Linked DNA regions of Cricetulus griseus: region 2 is linked to region 1. The links are chromatin contacts, called in public Hi-C maps. All regions are on one chromosome and are shown on one strand. The core of a region is the stretch at or near the end of the contact, and the rest is flanking DNA. Distances in the headings are between cores, read along the strand shown. Region 1 has its middle 110 kb from the start of Tjp1. Region 2 holds the start of Tjp1 (tight junction protein ZO-1).

The links. A called contact is a pair of places that touch in the nucleus more often than the background predicts.
Region 2: a Hi-C map of the CHO-K1 cell line shows a contact between it and region 1, with 2.1 times the contacts expected there. The contact joins the promoter of Tjp1 here to the enhancer-like site in region 1. A contact is called at or near these places in 2 of 8 Hi-C or Micro-C datasets (the CHK-Q cell line and the CHO-K1 cell line).

What each region holds. Positions count from the first base shown.
Region 1 is chr3:131,784,636-131,790,001 of CriGri-PICRH-1.0, forward strand. No RefSeq gene overlaps it. Among named protein-coding and RNA genes, the nearest start is that of Tjp1, 110 kb to the right of the region's middle. Within about 2 kb of position 4,021, at least 3 of the 6 cell types and tissues checked have open chromatin away from gene starts, as enhancers often do. A contact at or near this core is called in the CHO-K1 cell line, where this site is marked.
Region 2 is chr3:131,896,805-131,902,471 of CriGri-PICRH-1.0, forward strand. It overlaps Tjp1 (tight junction protein ZO-1), which reads left to right and starts at 2,264. Exons shown (of 27, transcript XM_035442470.1): 1 at 2,264-2,706. The coding sequence starts at 2,680.

The DNA of each region.
Region 1 (5,366 bases), core at 2,771-5,270:
ACAGTGAGAAAAGTCAAAATAGCTCCTAGTAAAAGCATAGAAGCCTCTATATTAACCTCCCACAATAGCAACATTCCCAAGCCAAAGTCCAGAAAAATCATACCTCTCCGAATTTACCACCCTGCAGTTCTGAATCCGCCTCGTTAGAGGGGTCTCCGAGGTGCTGGAAATGTTCACATGTTCCCGGGTTTCGGCACCATATGTCCCGCGCGTGCTCTGTATTTCTCGCCAGCAAGAAATCATACGTGGGACACTCGGATCCTTCTGCAGGAAAGCTTTAATGCGTCTTGAGAGGAGAGCATAAGCTTACCAGAGCGGAGACCCTGAACCAAGAAGCCCGTCCCCTAATAAAGGAGGGCAACCGCCGCCTTGGACATGTCACCCCATGATTGGCTGCAGCTCATCCGGCCATATGACGCCACGGAATAGGCAGAGATCAAGGAATGGAAATTTACCCAGCGCCTGCGCAATAATCTTGTTTACATTCGGTGCCTGCCGGATGCAGGCGCCATCTTGTAATGGAGAATGCAGGGACGGCTCCCTACAGAATAGGAACAGGAAAGCGCCCTAGTTAGCTGTAATTATCAGCTAAACACAGCCAAGAGTCATCTGTTAACAGGGACTGGATCAGACTGGCCTGTGGCCATGTTTGTGGGTATCACTTTCATTGTTACCTGGTGCAGCCGGGCCCAGCCCACTATAGGTGGCAGCATCCCCTGGGCATGTGGTCCTGGGTTGTGTAAAGTAGCTACCTAAGTATAAATCTGAGTGAGCCAGGAATCATCATTCTCCATGTTTGCCGCTTCAAGTTCCTGCTTGAGTCCCACCTTGACTGCCCTCAGTGGTGGACTATGACCTAGAAGGAAATGCCAAGGAAGTCTTTTCTCCATTGTTTTTAGTCACAACAATAGGAAGAAATCTAGGACAGATATATAAATGTATCAAAATAAGATACAACAGGGGAAATAACTATTAAAACAGAAGAAATCTAAAAGGTATAAAGGGAACTTCCTGTGAAAATGTGACTTACTCAAATGCTATCAGCAGAGACAGGAAGGAAGCCTGAGCCCAACTACACAAGAGCAACACACAGAAGAGCTTCCCCCAGGAGACTGCTCCCAGTCCATACAGCTCAGATAAACCAGGACTTCCTCCCAGAGCTCAGAGAGAAGGCAAATTCTGGCATCTTCCAATGAAGTGATCATAACATTAATACTAAAATCTGATACTTCACAAAAAAACAGGGAAACTAAAGAACAATTTTACTTACCAACATCAGTGCAAGTTTTAAGTAAAATGTTAATTAATAGAATTCAATGGTGTAGTAAATATTTATCAAGTAGGCTTATTTTCAGAAATCTATTTATTTAATTTTTTTTATTTTTTTGCAGATTTTTTTTATTTGAATTAGAAACAAGATTGTTTTACATGACAATCCCAGTTCCCTCTCCCTCCCCTCCTCCCCTACCACCCCTCCCAACTAAAACCCTACCTATCACAAATCCTTTCTCCTCCCCCTGAGGGGTGAGGCCTTCCATAGGGTGTCATCAGAGTCTATCGTATCCTTTGGGATAGGGCCTAGGCTATTTCCAGAATTCTAGTGCAATCCATTAATACAATTTCTTTTTAAAAATTGATTTTTGTTGTTTGATAATGTTATACATATATAATGTACTTTGAGTATACTCACTTCTCTCCCTCCCATCCCTATAAACCTCTTTCCTCCCTACCAGTCCCTCTCCTAGGTTCCTTACTTAGTTTTGTTTTCTGACCCTTTTAGTTTAGCTGGAGCCATCTGTGTGCCCATTGGATTGGAAGTGTTCATTAGAGCCTGCTGAGGCCGTTGTGGGTTCACAACTGGTTTTGTTTTTTTATGGTGCTATGGATCAAACTTTTGTTGTAGTTGTTTGTTTGTTTTTTGAGACAGGGTTTCTCTGTGTAGTCCAAGCTGTCCTGGAACTCGCTCTATAGACCAAGCTGGCCTTGAACTCAGAGATCCAACTACCTCTGCCTCCGGAATACTGGGACTAAAGCGTGCACCTACATACCCTACAGTACATAACTCTTGCTAATTGAGTTCTCTACCACTGGGCCACATCCTCAGCACCCCACCCCCAGCAGCAGTATGTGTGTTTGGATGCTGGGATATAGGACCCAGAGTCTCGAACACTTTGTGCAAGAACTTTACCATTGGGGGGCTGGAGAGATGGCTCATCGGTTAAGAGCACTGGCTGATCTTTCAGAGGTCCTGAGTTCAATTCCCAGCATCCACATGGTAGCTCATAACCATCTATAATGAGATCTAGTGCCCTCTTCTGGAGTGAAGGCATACATGCAGGTAGAGCATTCACACACATAAAATAAATTGATCTAAAAAAAGAAGTTTATCATTGATCTACATACCTAGCTCTTCAATCAGAAGCAATGGGGGGGGGCAGGTATCTGTGGCTGCATGGTGGAACATCATGGCGGGCAGAGGTGTGATGGAGGAGTGCTGTTATCTACTTCTCAGCCAGCAGGAAGCAGGGAGGGAAGAGGGGACTGGGAACTTTCAAAACCTTGCCCTCCGTGGCCTGTGCCTTTAATATGCTTCCCCCAAAGTATATAATTTCCCCAAATAGTGCCACAAACTGGGGACCCAGAGTATAAAACATGAATTTATAGGAGCATTTCTTATTCAAACCATAACAGTAAGACAATCAACAAAAATCTTGATACTTGAGTCTGGGGATAAAATATAATCAAAATATTTCATAGTAATATGTATTTTTTAAATTACACTGTTGCCAGGTGGCTCATGCCTTTAATCCTAGCACTTGGGAAGCAGAGGCAGGTGGACTCTGAGTTTGAGGCCAACCTGGTCTACAGAGCAAGTTCCAGGACATCCAGAGCTACACAGAAAAACCCTGTCTCAAAACAAAACAAAAAATTTCAGTTAAAAGAGATATGTTCTGCTGGGCATTGGTGGCGCACGCCTTTAATCCCAGCACTTGGGAGGCAGAGGCAGAGGCAGGCAGATCTCTGTGAGTTCGAGACCAGCCTGGTCCACAAGAGCTAGTTCCAGGACAGCCTCCAAAACCACAGAAAAACCTGTCTTGAAAAACCAAACAACAACAACAACAACAAAGACAATAAACTAAAGCATTTTGGAAGATTAGGGCCATGAGACAGTGGAGCTCCAGCCAGCAAACAGGCTATGGGAGGGCTCCTGGTAGAGGTGTGGCCTTGCATCTCATATGTCACCACACAGCCTGCCAGGACACTGACCTCAGCTCCAGTTGTTTTCTACCTGTCTATTCCGGCCCCTCATAATGCTTGGCCTTGTGTGTCAGTAGGTGCCATAGGGGCTGATGAGAGAGGAAGAGGTGGTTTGTTGATGCCTCTTGGTGTCTCTGCTAGAGAGAAGCAGTGCAGTCAGGAACAAAGAAATAGCTTCAGCATTCCACATCTTCCTGAAGTTGAGGAGGGCGGCATTCAGGATGAAAATAATTTAGTCCAAGGAAACAATGAGTGACATCATGACATCCTGGTTCAAAGATGTGGGTGAGGGGAGCGTCCTGGGTGTTCAGCTGAAGGAGGGTTGTTGAATGAATCACTCACATGAATACTGAAATTATCCCAGGCAACAAGAGAAGCCTTTCTCTGCTGCCCCTAGTGTTTTGTCAAAACCCAAGGAAGCTGAAAGGCTTTTTCAATAAATGCTCCGACCTGGAATACCTGGATTCTACCGCGACCAGTCTGTCTTATTTACATTCCTGTCTGTCCATTCATCTTCCATTTTTTACATTTTATCTGATTCATTTCAAGTGAATGGAAGATGTCGGTCTGCTTCTCTCTTCTGAGAATTTTAGGAATTTAAGAGCCATCAAAAAACTAATAGTGTTTAAGTCTGGCAGGAAGTTGCCTGACTTTAGATTCAAACGAAAGATGACTCAGTTTTTGAGCCAGCTTCAGGAGCCACCCTCCTGCCCTGGCTCAGCAGGAGCAGCAGGCCTTGGCTGCTGACTCCTCAGGCTGGCATGCGCCACCCCTCCAATCTTGCACCATCACAGGGCTCTGCCCAGCAAGGCAAACATTCCTTTGTACCTGGGACACAGCTGGGACCTAAAGGCAGCAAAGGAAAGGAAGTTCCTGTTTGCAAGGAAAGGCTGAAGTGGTATGTTCTGGGAGGAAACGAGCAGCCATTGAGTAATTCCATCAAAACATCTAGGTGGACCTGATTCCAGCCTTTAGCTTCTGTTTCCTGCCCTCCCCTGGTTGCTCTGAGCTGATGCGGACTGCCTTAATAGTTCCTGCATCTGTCTGCTATTTTGCATATGGAGAAGTCCAAGACAGTTACATGTTATTAAGTGCTAAAGGAAAAAGAGCATTTGCTTCGCTTCTACCTGTGTGGAAGAGTCAAAAAAGAAAGGACCCAGTGCCCACTCCAGAAGCAGACCCAGTCAGTGTGTGCATGGCAGCCCTTGTGATCTGTGCCTCGGTTTCTCCATCCATACATGAAGATAATGGGGCCTTCTCTGCCTGTCTGGCTTATGAAAATCCACATTAAAGAACAGTACACTTAATAGGGCACTGTCTGGAGTCTTGACTCCCTGGCAGACCGCATTGACTCCTCAGTACAGAGGGAAGAGAGAGGCCTAATAGGCCTGGTCACATAGTAATCAACTGCTTAGTCCTGCTGGGGCTGGAGGTGTTGTTGGGGGAGCTCTGGGAAGAATCCACCTACCAGAGGGCCGAGAACAAATGAGGACTCCTCAGGAAACACTTGTCCCCAGGCTAACTGGGTGAGGAGGTCTGGTTCTAAAGTCCTCACAACTATTCTCTTTCCCCCTCTGTAGCCCAGCCCAGCCCAGTCAGCCAGGCTGGTGTTGTCACTGCCCCTGGTCCCAGCAAGTACCTCTGCTCTAACACACCATCTAGCGCACGGCCAGCTGGGGTCACACACTCCCCTTCTCACCTTGCTCATTTTCCTCCTGGTTTTACCTAATGATATCTTTGTTCATTGTCCCTTCCCTTTAGAATGAAAACTCCATGAGGGTAGGAACTTTTTTTTGGAGGCGGGGGGAGGCAGGGTCTCCTGTACCCCAGGTTGAGCTCAGATTCATTTTGTAATCTTCAACTCCAGATCCTCCTGCCTTTGCCTTCCAAGTGCTGGCATTGTAGGCATGTGCCACCACACCCAGTTTTATCACCTCTGTGTCACCAGCACCCAGAAAAGAACAGTGCCTGGCACACAGCAGACTTTCAGTACGATGAGTGAGTCACAGGCCTAATGCAAGGTCAGAAGCCTCAACCCTTCGCTTCCAACAACCCGAAGCCCTGTGCCCGAGACTTCTCCACTGATCCCATGGATTGGGGTTGGGAGA
Region 2 (5,667 bases), core at 1,014-3,513, 110 kb after region 1:
GTAAAATGTAAGTGTAGGTATAGTTCATTGAGTCAGGGCTGTTTTATTAAGTAAGTCTAAGATTTCTAAAGACTCTGAATGCTTAGTGCTTCTTGCATTCTGACCACAGACACCAGAAATCCCACAGGAAGTTGTGCTTCTGAGTGTTGTGGTTTTTAGTTTCCTGTTCCTCTGCATTAGATCAGAAAGAAATCTGTACACAAAGGGAAATTCTTGGTTGAACTTTCTTGTAACTCTAAATGAGATTCTCTAACTCACTTGGATTTCTTCCCTTTTGATTTAAACCTAGAGAAAATGTAGCCACATTCATCTGTACTCATTAATGTCATGGTACACTTTGAAAACTTTTTGGTGTTCAGTGGATAAACTCTTATTCAAGTTAAGGGTGTGTCTCAGAGATTATGCTATATTCTGTCCACTCCAGTTTATCTGGGGAAAGGTCATATTGAAGCACCTTCCCACAGATAAACTGTAGGGCGGCAGAGCTAGATTCCTGACAACAGTGTTTTTCTTTAAAATTATTTTCTGATTTCTTTATTTTTATTAGCATACAAATTAATAGGTGTCACTATGGCAGCTTAATTTCTATAAATGATAGGAACTTCCCTTGCTATTTGGAGAAGATACACAAATATAGTTTGGTTTAGATATTAAGAATATCTGTTCAATTTACCTAGTGTAACATTTAGTTCAATTTAGATAATGTAATTCCATTATTCAAAATACCATTGGAAAATTTTAAAATGTTATGTTAACTGGAAATTTTTGATACACTTTTTAAAGCAAAGTATTATGAAAGTGAAACGTTTTTATTGATTTCATTTTTTTAAAGCCATGACAAAAATTAGATCAATCAGGTATACTGGATTTGAGACAAGTTGCAGATATCTAACATTTAATTCATACAGTGGGAGACATGATAGAAGATTGTCCAAAGAGAAAAGAGGAAGAGTATGTGCATAACACACCCCATCTGCCTCTAGGCAGGTTTGCAGAATGCATTTTATTAAAAGTTAACGCACTGATGTGAAAGACCTTCAATAACCACTTTCTAAAAATACAAAACATCTAAGTGTTTTGTGATGCTGTTTTCTCAGAGGAAAAATTTAATCACTCTTCTTAAGAGAACACAGGGCACTTTGCCTTTGAAACAATCACATGCAATATGACTAAAACAAAAAAAATGACTTTAATTGGTTTCTTTCATGGCAAGAAATAGGGTTTGGTTTGCATAATTTTTTTTTCTAGTTCAACTAGCTTAGAGTTGCAAAACACATGATTTTGAAATCTTAATTGTCATATACAGATATTTCTTAGAAGTAAGTTTGATTCTGTCACGTAGCTGAATTCTAAAAACTATTGTTTAACCCTATGTTCATGCCCCACTCTACCTTGCCTGGCCATCGTAGCATTATAATAGGTACTTTAAGGATGTTATTTAATGTTACTAAAAATTCTTGATATCTGTGAAGAGCTTTGCAGTATACAGAGTGTAACTTAATGAAGCTCGAAGTGGTTTTCTACCTATTTTTCCTGTTCATCAAGGTAGCTAGCTGGCCTAAGTTTGCGCGGTGGCCGATTGAACTGGTGGTGAGTTCCGCATGTACTTACATACTTTTTTGTCCAGCTTGAGCTGGAGGGCATGGTTTTCAGAAAGGCAGGCAGCCTGGTCTATCTCTTCAGGGGCCAAGAATTTCAGCAATCTTGATAGCCCAAAAATGTCTAGGGAGGCATGAGAAAGAAAGTGGCTGGGATTATCTCTGGATGCCTAGATCTGTAACTTGGTTTATTTAAGGCAGTTGGCTTGTTCTGAGCCTGCTAGAGCGCTTCTGATGTACTTCAAACAAAAACACATCTCTCTTCAATAGGGTAACAATGCCCAGACACGTGGTGACAGTTGTGACCATTGTTACTTGCGAGGTTAAGGAAACCACAGTCAGGTATTGGCCAGGCTCGCCTTTCCTGCCACACTCCTGCGTGGGACTGATCTGGGGTGGCTGGCTTAGGAAGAGAGTAGACAAGTCTCCGTAGGGAGTTGAAAAGCTTAGGTACATAGAGGTGTGGGCTTCTCCGGGGCGAATTCTGCCGGATCTTTCATAGAAGCAAACAGGATGGCTCGCGCGGCAGCGGAAACCGCCTAGCAAGTTACTTGGAGAGCTGAGCTTTTCCTTCCGCGCGGGGGTCGGAGCCGGCCTGGCCCCGCCCCTCGCCGAGGCCCCGCCCCCGCCGGCTGGGCATGCTCAGTGGCCCGGTCCGGCAGGTTTTGCGTGGCTGCTTGAGTTGCCCGCGACGGCTCTGCCCGCCGACGGCACGTCTCTCGGCGGCCACGCGTTCCGGGGAAGTTACGTGCGGGAGCAGGTTTCTGAGGAGACGCCCGAGGGCGGAGGGGACGGCCGGGGGTCTCGGTCCTGCGGAGCGGCGAGCGGGCCGAGGGCGGCGGAGGCCGAGCAGGCGGCCGGGTGTGCCCCGCGGAGAAGCCCGGGCGGGGCGGACGCTTCCCGGACTTTTGTCCCACTTGAATCCCCTCCCCGTGGGCCGGGCCTTTCCGGCCGCCCCCGCCCCTGCCCCGCTCGTCCCCGGGAGATGTTTATGCGGACGGTGGCGTGAGGAGCGGGCGGGCGGGCCGGCGGCGCGGAGTTTCGGGTCCGAGGAGCCTCGCGCGGCGCCGAGAGAGACAAGATGTCCGCCAGGGCCGCGGCCGCTAAGGTGAGGGCTCACGGCCCGCCGGGCTGCGGGCGGGGCGGTGGAGGACCCGGGGCCCTGCGGGGGGCCTCGCCCCGCCCTCCCCGCGGGCGGCAGCCGGGGGCGACGGTGGCGGGGCGGGGAGGCAGGGAAGGAAGGCGGGCTGGAGACGCGCCTGCCGCCCGGGCAGGTGCACGGCTGCCGGTGCCTGGCTCCGGCTCGCGCTGGGAGGCGACGTGCAACAGGTCTCGCGCCTGGAAAGTCGCCCCGGGTGAGGATTCTCATGTCTCCGAGAGCGTGTCTGCTGAGACCCAGGGGTGTCACCTGCAGCAGGCCGGTGGGTAGCTCGGGCTGTCTCCGGAGGAGTGGTTGGTACCCGGCGAAACCCTGTAGTTTCGATCTGATGTCACCCGCTGCGGTATGCGCAATGGCAGCGATAAAGCTTTGAGACAGCAAAACACTCAGCTCGAGAGTAGCTAAGATTTTTTTTTTTTTTAGCTTTAATATTTATGTGAGGCATCAGAGGAGGAAAGTTCTTAACACTTTAATTTCAACTTTCAAAAGTATCACAAAGTGTCCCTGCACATGGACAATAAGATGGACTCAACAACAGAAAATACCCGATGAATTCTGCACAAAACAACGTTCCGGTCCATTTCCCCGTGTGTTTTGAAGTGTGTTTCTTGACACAGCATGCCTTATGTTATTAAGTACTACATTAAGCCAAAAAATTTTAAAAATCGAGTTAGAATTCTTCCCATTTATGCATTTTAGTACTTGGTCTTTCAAACAATGATAGGAACACAAAATGTGATGAGTGAAAAAACTCCCTTTAAAAAAAAATCCATTACTCAAACAACTTAAAACAGGTGGTGATTTTATATATTTTTCTATTAGAAATACTTAATCATAACCTTAGGGAGCAGATAGAAGGAAGCGCCTGAATTCTTAATAGGACCTTGTCTTTTGGCTGGCAGTAGTTAGCGGTTACAGTTAGTAGTGAATAGATTGTTTTAAGGAATGGAGTATTCCTCCCTTAGTAATAATGCTTGTATCTTATTTGAAGGCACATTGATGACCGATCTAAAACGTAAGCCTGGGACCAAAAACTAGAATCAGTGCAACATTTTGTTACTTATAAAACATAAAACTTGTTATTTACCTTTGCTGGGACTTCCTGGGAAGAAAGGCTTTGTTGCCATATTACACAGAATGTCACTTTGTTTCGAAGTGTGAGCCCTGGTACTTGTTATTCAAGACAACACAGTTGGAAAGTGTTATTACTAGAGAAGTGTTTCCAATAGCTTGCTATGGCAAGGTGATTTAGAAGGTGTGCTTACACATAAATTATGATATTGAGATTTTTATGGAACATGGCAATGCTTCTCTAGTCAAATATTTGCATGCTTAGCTGGTAATTGAAGAATTATTTTCTTGGATGCTGTATTGGGGCACACTTTGAAGTCTACATAAAGCTAGAACCCACCATAAGTGAACAGGTAAATGCAGTGCTAACCAGTTGTTTCCCTAAGTCACATTTATTGTTTTGCTTAAGAGCTCAACTCTGTCAGTGCTTTACATAGGGTGCTTTTGTTTTTCCCACCCCTGTTAAAATATTTTACAGACACTAATTTTGCAGCACAACAGTTGTAGAGCTTGTGTATAAGCCAATGCTTTTGATTCTGTATTCTTGTAATGGTTGAGTAATTTTCATCTTGCTGCTCAGGTCATCATTGCCTTTTTGAGGAGATGTTTGGCTTGTTTCCAGGATATTGTTACTGCAATGAGTACACTTTAAATAATTGTATTTACATTTTTGTATCTGTCCACTTACTACTGTATGGCAAATTCTTAAAAATGAAATTGCTATGTCAAAGAGTTCATTTGAAATTCTGATATACCCATTAAAATCTTCCTCCAGAGCCTATACTTAAGAATAAATACAACAAATGATGGTTTGTTACCCAAATCTAGGGGAATCAAACTCTGGGTGAAGAGAGTCAGAACCTACCCATGGTCCCTGAATTGATGTGTAAGTGCAGTGCAGTTCCAAGTAGAATTCCAGTGTGGTATTATAGAAAACATGATAGTTTGATGTTTATCTTACCACATAAATGAATGGAGGGAGAAAGTCCTTTCAGATAATCTAATGTATTATAAATTCAGAGTAATTTAAAGTAGGCTATTGCTTCAGGAATAGAGAATGGCGCCACACAGCCATAAATAAATAATACTTATTATTCAGAAATAAATAAATAGTACTTATTTATTGGCTGTTAGTGTTTGTGATCAACTTTTAATATGTACTGTGGTTGTTTTGTGTTGGTAATTCACTTAATTCTCACAGTAATGCTGTGAAAGTGGAAATAGTTTGCACTCTTAGCCCAACAAAAGGGAAAACTGAATATATGTCAAAATAAGAATAGATTATTGGGAAAGGATCCTTTATTCAATAAATAAGACTACTAAGGCGGGTATCTTTTTTTAAAAAAAATGTTTCTTTTATGTAACAAAATCCAGAAGAATCTTTGTTGTAGTTGTTATTTATTGTGGGTGTCTGATGGGAATGCACACATGCTGTGGCAACCCAGTGGATGACAATTTTGTGGCTTTGGTCAGTCTAGCATCTGTGAGTTACAACCACCTTTATCCACTAAGCCATCCTTCCTTCGATGCTCCTCATGAAGTTTTAAGTGTTTGAAAAAAATAACTGAAAAAGCACTAGGAGAAATGTGTAGGGAGACATAAGCTCTTGAGCTCACAACACATGCCTGAGTACTACGTGTACACACACACACACACACACACACACACACACACACACACACACACACACGTTTGAAAAGGGATTCTCTGTGCATGATGTTCAGTAAATAAAGGAAAAAGCCTTTTATCTGTATGATGCGTATCTGAATTTGCATTGAATTTTGCTTACTAGTGTACTTGGTAACAGCTATTTGGAAGTTGAAAACAGAAATTTGGGGA